Regions from separate parts of the Oryctolagus cuniculus genome. Here region 1 is linked to region 2. A link is a contact called in public Hi-C data. All regions are on one chromosome and are shown on one strand. The core of a region is the stretch at or near the end of the contact, and the rest is flanking DNA. Distances in the headings are between cores, read along the strand shown. Region 1 has its middle 64 kb from the start of SEC22A. Region 2 holds the start of SEMA5B (semaphorin 5B).

Region 1 (4,327 bases), core at 1,023-3,522, 240 kb before region 2:
ACGTCGCAAAGAGTCACCTCCTCTCTTTCGGTTGTTTTCAGTACAGGGGCCACTTGAACCAGAATTCCCACAAAGGGACTTCAAGTCAAAGAACAAGTCCAGGGGCCAGCACTGTGGTGTAGCAGGTAAAGCCACCGACTGCGGCACCAACATCCCATGTGGACGCTGGTTTGAGACCTGACTGCCCCATTTCCTATTCAGCTCCCTGCTAATGTGATTGGGAAAGCAGCAGAGGATGGCCCAAGCATTTGGAGCCCTGTATCCTCATGGGAGACCTGGAAGAAGCTCCTGGCTCCTGGCTTCAGCCTGGCTCAGTGCTGCCCATTGTGGCTATCTGGGGAATGAACCAGCAGGTGGAAGCACTCCCTCTCTCTAGCTCTTTCAAATAAATAAATATTTTTTTAAAAAAGGAATCACTGATGTATGCCTTAGTCTTACTACAAATACGGAACTGGATCCTTCCTTCCCCTCACACCTAAGGGGCCCACAGGGCTCTCCGTGGCCTCTCAGCCATCTGTCCTCTGTCACTGTCACACATGCAGGGATTTCAGGAAGCGATTTTATTGTCTGAAATGGTTACACGGCTGAAATTAGCATTCTTCTGGTTAAAAAGTAATGTCTGGGTCCTGTATACATAGTCCTTATGCACTTAAACACAGGCTGTTCTCCAGCTTAAACTCACTTGGTGTTGGCGAGCCAGAGCTGTGGGTAAGATGGATCTGACGGAAGTCCTGGAGACCACAAGGGCTAGACTCTGCATGTGGCCAGGTTGCTCAGTGCCCTCAGGGCTCTGGTGGCCCCAGGAGAGCTCCCCGTGGGGCGCACACTCTCAGCACCCCTGTGGTGTCGCACGTGTGCACCTGCTGCTCTCACTGCTGCACCATCGAGACCAGCTGTAGGGAACACACCGAGGCGCTGTGGCATGGAAAAACGAGCAGCGGCTTTCCAACCTCCTACACCTGTGCCCCAGCCTTGCCCGCCACACCCAGCACTCACTAGTGTGACACCACACCCAGCACAGGCCTCAGTCTGTCAAGTGCAGATGAGACTGCCCGCCAGATGCCCAGGATTAACCACGCAGACCCAGCACTGGCTCACAAACAGTGCGAGTGAGCATTCTCATCACTAGTCCCAGGCACCAGCAGAACTCAGAGCACAAGGGCAAAGTCCTTTGCCACCCAGTCTTAAAGCAAAGCACCTGGCATGGAGCAGGCGACCAAGTCACAGCTGTGCACGGGACACCAGGTGCAAACAGGCAATGGGACGTGTGAGTCCTGTGCTCCGTGAGCCTGCCGGGTGACACTCCTGCTGCTGGGCTGTGGGACGCAGGAGCAAAGGGCACATGTGAGCTGGGGGTGAGGCTGCACTGAAGGTGCCGTCTGTTGCCATGGAAACAGAACACTGTAAGGCTGGGGGGACTGATTTCAGGAACCCTGAGAACTAAGCCTGTTCTCTCCCTGAGTTTCCCACAGCCCCCAGCGGTTCACCGACACACAGGACACTTGTGTGCCCACGTGTCAGCACCACTCACTGCTGAAAAGCAAGATGCAAACCACATGGCTTCCAACTACAGTGTGACTCCAAACACAAAGTCCCCTATGAAGCCTGGTCCCTCGGGAACAAGACCCGGCAGGCGTGGCGGCCACAGCTACGGCTTCCCTTTGACAAATGCAGTGTTGCACAGGAGGCTGCCAGCTGCCAGCCTTCGGCAGTGGCCCCAGGACACTAATAACGATGATTAGACACCTCCAAGCTAATCAATGCTGGCAGGAGTGACATCTCAGCTGACTCAGCTCCCACAGACTCAGGCCGCACCTGTGCAGCTGGAGGGGTTTCTTTCCATCTTTAGCAAGGATAGCACTAACACCAACTGAAACCAAAGTTTGGGTGTTACTTTAACAGAGTAATTTTCGGTGGAAAGCCTTCATTTCCTTAGAGATCACAGAACTGGGAAATTCCAAAAAGCCTTGACCATGGACCAAGAATGTAGCCTGAAAGAATGACCTCCAATTTGTGGTAAGGCAAAGCATTCACAAGCGTGATCTGAGTGGGGGCTGCCTTTGAAACAATTGTATTCTTTTACCACAGACTACATTAGCTCTGACTTTAAGTCTGTCAACATAATGAAGACAAAGACACACACACACACACACACACACACACACACTTCATGGTGCCTTTTGGAAATCCAAATCAGTGCGTCCTTGGGTTACTCAGCGAGCTTTCTGGGACAGAAGCCAGCAAGTGCCCGGCTACAGAGTGACTAACCTCCTCTGTGACCTAGAGGGTGCTTCTTGGGTGCAGGGCCAAGCTCTGGGCTGCAGACCTGCGACAAAACAGGAGCCACAGGGGATTCCAAACATGTGTGGCCTGGCAGAAATGGAGCCAGACGCTTCCCCAGACCAGATGCACTGCGGACAGCACCACACTGAGAGCTGAGCCAGGCACACGCACGCCACACGCATTACAAAACTACAGAACTACCACAGGTTCTCCACGATTCATGGCATTTGTCTCACCTGGGTTTCCAAGCTTTAACAGATGCCTGTTTTTAGCTTAGGGCAACAATTCTCACTTATGGGAACAAAATTCTCTATAACTCTGCCCCCCACAACACAGACACATGTACACACACGTGTGTGCACACACATGCATGCACACCCCTGAAATGGAAGCCTTCGAAAGCTGACACATCAAGGTTCCACAGCACAACCATACCATGCAAATTTGTGTTAAAATACTGAGAGTTTTGCTCTTTTGAGCACCTTAAGGGACCCCTAACTGAGAACATTTGTGCAATAAGTCACTAGGAAGACTAATCTAAGCAACTAGTATGCTTTTGATCCACTGATGCAGCATGTGTAGCTCGCTTCCCTCCTGGCCTTAGCTGCCTTGGCACAAGGCAATGACCCCTCTTTCCGTTTTCACAGACCTTAACCTCCTCCCTCTTCTGTTCATATTTTAGCAATATCACTGAGTATGCCTTTTCAAACAGCACTGGGAAAGAGGCCAGGGATAAATGCATTTCGAATGCCAACCAAAAAAGTAAGCAAATGTTGCAATTATTTCTATTATTAAAAAAGAGAGTTTCAGGGCTGGTGCTGTGGCACAGCAGGTTAACGCCCTGGCCTGAAGCACTGGCATCCCATATGGGCACCGGTTCTAGTCCCGGCTGCTCCTCTTCCGATCCAGCTCTCTGCTATGGCCTGGGAAAGCAGTGGAAGATGGCCCGGGTGCTTGGGCCCCTGTACCCACATGGGAGACCTGTAAGAAGCTCCTGGCTCCTGGCTTCGGGTCAGCATAGCTCTGGCCGTTGCGGCCTTCTGGGGAGTGAACCAGCGGATAGAAGACCTGTCTCTACCTTTCTCTGTAACTCTTTCAAATAAATAAAATAAATATTTTTAAAAAAAAGAGTTTCTTTGATCTTATGTCACCCTTTAATCAAAACGTGGTATTTAAGGGCCAGGCACTTGGTGTGGTGGTTAAGCCACTTAGGATGTCCCCACCATGTATGGGGTGCCTGGGTTCATTGCGTGCCTCCCTCTCCATTCCAGCTTCTGGCTAAGGTGCTGAGATTTGCTTCCTGGGTAGAGCAGGAGTCCCGAGGGTGTGTGCAGAGCCGTGCCACCTCGCTTCCCTGGCCCTTTGTCAGCACCCTGCTTCCGGGAGGACGAGGGGAAAGAGGGGCGCTGTGCTCGCGACGCCAGGGCAGGTTGCTGCTTCTGGAAAGGCTGCCCAGGCATCCCGTGTGCTCCGAGAGAGGTCGTGACGGCTCGAGTACTTGGGGCCCTGCCACCCGCATGGGAGTCCAGGACTGAATTCCAGGCTCCTGCCTTCGGCGTGGCCCAGCCTCCCATGTTGCCGGTATCTGGGGAGCAAACCAGCAGATGCAAGATCTCTGCTTCAAACTAAATAAAAAATATGTAAAAAGCAGTATTTCAGAATTACCATGAACAAGCTAAAACACACCAAGAGCAGGCCTGGGCTCACTGACTTCAGCAGACCTCAGTTCCTTGATTTTTACCAAGAACCAGGAACAACAGCCCCTGAATGCAAACCTGTCACCTTTCCATGCCAGGGGAAGAGCCCTGTGCTGAGAGCTGTATGTGCTCTGCTCTGTGTCACCGATGACTCACTGCCTTCGTCTCTTCCCTGTGATCACGACGGTGGCTGTGAGGTCAACGCAGACTTTCTCTTACAGGTGAAATGCAGTACAAACATAAGAGATTAGTAGCATCCTCCTTAGAGGCCCACGCGATTCCTTCTAAAGAGCCTAGGGACTTCTCATGGCCAAGACTTCACTTTCTAAACTCAGTTTCTTTGGCAG
Region 2 (4,170 bases), core at 1,593-4,092:
TAGAGGCTGCACTCTTTATCCAGAGGTCGTTTCACTTTCCAGAAAATGGCCTTAGCTGGGAGACGGGGCCCCGCATGTACCCCCGGCCTTGCCACCCTTGACCTCTTTGAACCTCAGTTCAAGATATTTGGAATTCCCAGGTCAAGAGTGAATTCTAAGAACTCCCCGTTCCCCCCACAGTGTTCCCTGCACTTTAGCTTGTTTGTTTTGGATAATTCTGTATTAATTACTGTATTTACATTCTGCCTAATTAGCAGTATGTTTCCAGAGGTGGAGAATTGCTCCTAACAGAAGTAATTACTGTACAGGTTATTGCAAAGGTCTAAGAGGGTGGCAGAAGCTGGTCGCGACACGGTGGTAATGGGGCCAGCACTCCAAGTTTTGTTCCAAGTAAATGACTAGGAGGCTGGAACCAGGCTGGGCTGGCCAAGCCCCAGGAAATGTCTGGAGCAGGTGACAGGCCGGGCTAGTAAAGAAACTGCCCTTCCAGGGCAGAACCTGGCCTCTGAAGCTCTCCTGCATTGAGAGCTCTTGAGTAATCACCGGTCATCAACACAATTCTGTAGATGCAATCAGGATGAATTAGTCCAGTGTGCCAAGTGGCCCGCTCCTCTGTCTGTGTCTCCTAGGCCATCTTCCCCTCTTGGCTCCTAGGGCCCCTGAAAAGCAAGCTTTCCTTCTCCCTGTCCCCAGGTTGGGAGTCTCCTCGCTTCTCTTCCTGTGCCTAGCTCCCGCCACACTCACTCATAATGTGGACACACAGACAGAGAGCCGGGAAGGAGCCTGGGAGATGGTGGGAAAGAAGGAGAAAATGATCCCCACACAGCGGGGAGAGAGAGGGCTTCACGGGGGTGGGGGTTGTGTGAGGATGGAGGGGGTTTGATATCCTTCTGGGGAAGAGCTGCGGCTGACAGGGCCACGAGAAGGCACTTGTCTCCCCTCTCAGCCAGACAAGTGGGAAGCCTTCCTGCTCCTTGCCTGTCCCTGTGGTATCTGGGATGCTTTCACATTTCTGTTTGACAGGGACAAAAGCACTTGAGCCATCACCTGCTGCTTCCCAGGGTGCACATTAGCAGGAAGCTGGAATTGGAAGTGGAGCCAGGATCTGAATGTAGATGCTGTGATGTAGGATGCAGGCATCCTAAGTGATATTTAACCACTGTGCCCAATGCCTGCTCCCACACATTTTGTTTAGCAAGGACAGAAATACATGCCAGAGTTCTGCAGGAACTAGGGATGTATGTGTGTGGGGGGGGTACACTCATAGCAGTGGGGCTTCCACAGTGGAGATCAAATACCTGCCCCTCCCAGCCTGGGACTCTGGGAGAAGGGGCTCCCCCAACCCAGATGTGCAAAATGTTAGGTTTGCCCTCCACACCCAGCATTGCCTTTGCTGATTCCGGGGCACAGGCCAACAGGCTGGGATGCCCTGATGTGCCCTTTTCTTCTACTTCTCTGTCGTCACGTCCAGAGTGTGCTTTTACCTTTGCAAGTTCCTCTGCGGCCCAGTCCTCATGAGACTCAGCATTTCTGTTGCCCCAGGAGCTCTTTCTCTCTGCACTCTTGTGCTCCCTCGCTCCTTACAGCATCTCATACACTCCTCGCTTGCATTCAGCAGGCACCCTTTGATCCCCAGCTTCCCGGCCCAACTGCTTCCTCCCACTTTGGCTCAGAGGTGGGGCTGGCGGCCCCGGGCCCTCTCTGAGGCTTTAGCTCCGCACTCTGCTTTCTCCTGGGCTTGCGGTGTAGACTGCTCCACTCGGCCTTTGTTCTAACTCTCCAATTCCTAGCACCCCGCAGAAAGTCCTTCCACCTTCTCCCTCCTCGAACTTATTAATTTCCATCGCACAGTGCTCTGTGGCTCCCCCTCACAGCCACACTCTGCCGCTTTCGCGGTGCGGGTCCTTTGTCTTACTCTCCCTTTCTTAGGTCACCTTTTTTTTCTTGCAAGTACCGCTGTTGTTCGGCAGAGGGCTCCCTTCGCAGCCTCCCGCAGCCCGGGCAGCTCGGATGTGCAGCCTGCCCCTCGCTCTTTCCCTCCCGCCGTCCAGCCTTCCCAAAACACCCGCTCCCACAAACTTGGAAGCAGCTCCGCCGAGCTCGTGGGCCCGCGCCGAGCCGGGGACGCCCCTTCGCCTCCCCGCACCACCCGTCGCCTGGGCGTCCTCCCGTGTGGGTTTGCTCACTGCTCCTCCTCCGTGTTCTTCACAATTCTGCAGGGTGCCTGTCGGCAAGCCCAACGCACAGCCGAGGAAACTCGGGCTCAGAGAGGTTCTCTCACGAGGCCCGACCAGCGAGCCTCACCACCGGGCGGACCCGCTGTGGCTTCCCCACCATGCCTGGCAGCCTGGCCCCATCGCTGCCGCTGCAGTTCGTCGCAGAGCCCCCAGTTCCGTGCGCGGTCCTCCCCACCTGGGGTCCACAGGCAGGAAGACCGCTCCGGGCTAGCGGGGTTGGGGCGTTCGCGAGCCCGGGGCAGGGGGCAGTCAGGTGCCGAGATGGGGGCAGCCAGACGGCGAGGCAGGATGTGGCAGAGGCGGCGGGCGCCCAGGGACCTGGGTGTCGCCGCTAAGGATGCCGGCGGGGCGGGGGTGCCGTGCGCCCTCCCGGGGACGCGCGCTGGGCACGCACTGCGCCCCCTCGCGCTGCCTGCGCGCCCGGGCCGGCCGGTGCAGCGCCCGCCGCCGCAGGTCCCCTCCAGCCCCCTCCCCTCGGCGCTCGCGCACCCCCCCCCTGCTCTGCCCTCGCTCCCAACTCCTCCCCCTGCGCCGCGCCCTCCCTCCGCCGGCTCCCTCGGCCTCCCCCTCCCAGCTTCTCCGGCGCGCCGGGTCGGGAGCTAGTTGGAGCGCGGGGGTTGCTGCCGGAGCCCAGCGCCGCCGAGCCGGGCGGGTCGGCTGCGCGTCCAGCGGCTGGCTGCCGGAGGAGCCGAGCGCAGCGGGGTCGGAACTGCTCAAGAGCGCCGAGCCAGGGGTCGGGGGTCGGGGGCCGGGGGCCGGGGGGCCGCTCCAGCGCGGTGGCCCCATTCCCGGACGGGCCGCCGGCCCGCCTGGCTCGCCCCTGCCGCTTCGCGCCGCCGGGAGCCGGGAGCCGCCAGGAACCCGCACCTGCGCCCGAAGCCGGGAGGTGAGTCCCGCGAGCCCCGGGCGCTTCCCCCGCACGGGCTGGGGCTGCGAGTTGCAAACTTCAGCAACTCTGGTGGGTAGAGGGGTGGAGGCCCGGGGGCGCCCGCTGAGTTGGAGACTGGTGGGGAGGCTGCGGGCACGAGGACCGGGTGTACACGGGCTCCTGTGCCTCCCGCTGCCACCTCGCCTTAAGCGCCCTCGGCAGCACCGCGTTCCCGCCGCCCACCCTCCCGCTCGCTCGTTGGCTCCGGGTCCCGGTGGTACTGCGCCCTCCCCGGGCTGCGGTCAGCGCGTGGGGGGCTGCAGCCGCGTGGAAGACGTGGGGCCCGGGCCTGGAGGAGCACACGCCTGGGAGAGAGTGGGGCAGAGACGCCGAGACTGTCGCGGAGCGGAGCCAGGTCTCCGAGAGGGCGCGCGGGCAAAGCCGAGGGAGCCAGAGCGCGGCGGCGACGCGCGTGGGCACGCGTGGCCCGCCCAGAGCGCGAAATCTCCCCCTCAGGGCGGTCCCCGCTCGGCCGCCGGCGGGGCCCCCACGCGGCTTCTTCCTAGACCCTCTTCCAGATAACCCTGTCCAGGCCCTGCGAAACCCAAACTCTGCCCGCCAGGCCCCAGACGCGGCGGCTCGGGGCCCCGCGCTCCCGCCGTGGTCGGCGGATTGGGGCGCGGCGGCGGGAACCGGGGCCGCGAACGGCAATCTCCTGATTTATTTTTCTCATGGTAATTTGTCTTTGTGGTTGGGGCTGCCCATTCACTTTCCGCTCACGTCGTGCGGGAGATCCAGCGCGCAGGGAGGGAGGCAGCAGAGGGGACCCGGGCCCCAGCGGGGCGGGAGCCGGGAGGGAAGTGGTCTTGGGACCCCGCGGAGGATGAGGGCGCCGCCGAGCGCGCCGGGCCGAGCGGAGCGGGCTCCTGCGCTGGCCGCGAACTTTAAACCACTGGGAGGACCACCTGAAGCGCCGTGCCTGGCCCTGGTCACCTACCCGGGCGCACGCCTGGCGCGAGCGGGCCTCGAGTCTGGAAATGGGGGAGAGGTCTCTGTCGGCTTCTG

The links. Hi-C and Micro-C count contacts between places; a contact is called where the count stands out from the background.
Region 1: a contact with region 2 is called in a Hi-C map of an unstated tissue, with 2.0 times the contacts expected there. The contact joins the enhancer-like site here to the promoter of SEMA5B in region 2. A contact is called at or near these places in 2 of 6 Hi-C or Micro-C datasets (ear pinna and an unstated tissue).

Annotation. Positions count from the first base shown.
Region 1 is chr4:79,432,731-79,437,057 of mOryCun1.1, reverse strand. No RefSeq gene overlaps it. Among named protein-coding and RNA genes, the nearest start is that of SEC22A, 64 kb to the right of the region's middle. Within about 2 kb of position 2,272, at least 1 of the 8 cell types and tissues checked has an H3K27ac peak or open chromatin away from gene starts, as enhancers often do.
Region 2 is chr4:79,192,298-79,196,467 of mOryCun1.1, reverse strand. It overlaps SEMA5B (semaphorin 5B), which reads left to right and starts at 2,842. Exons shown (of 22, transcript XM_051818991.2): 1 at 2,842-3,123.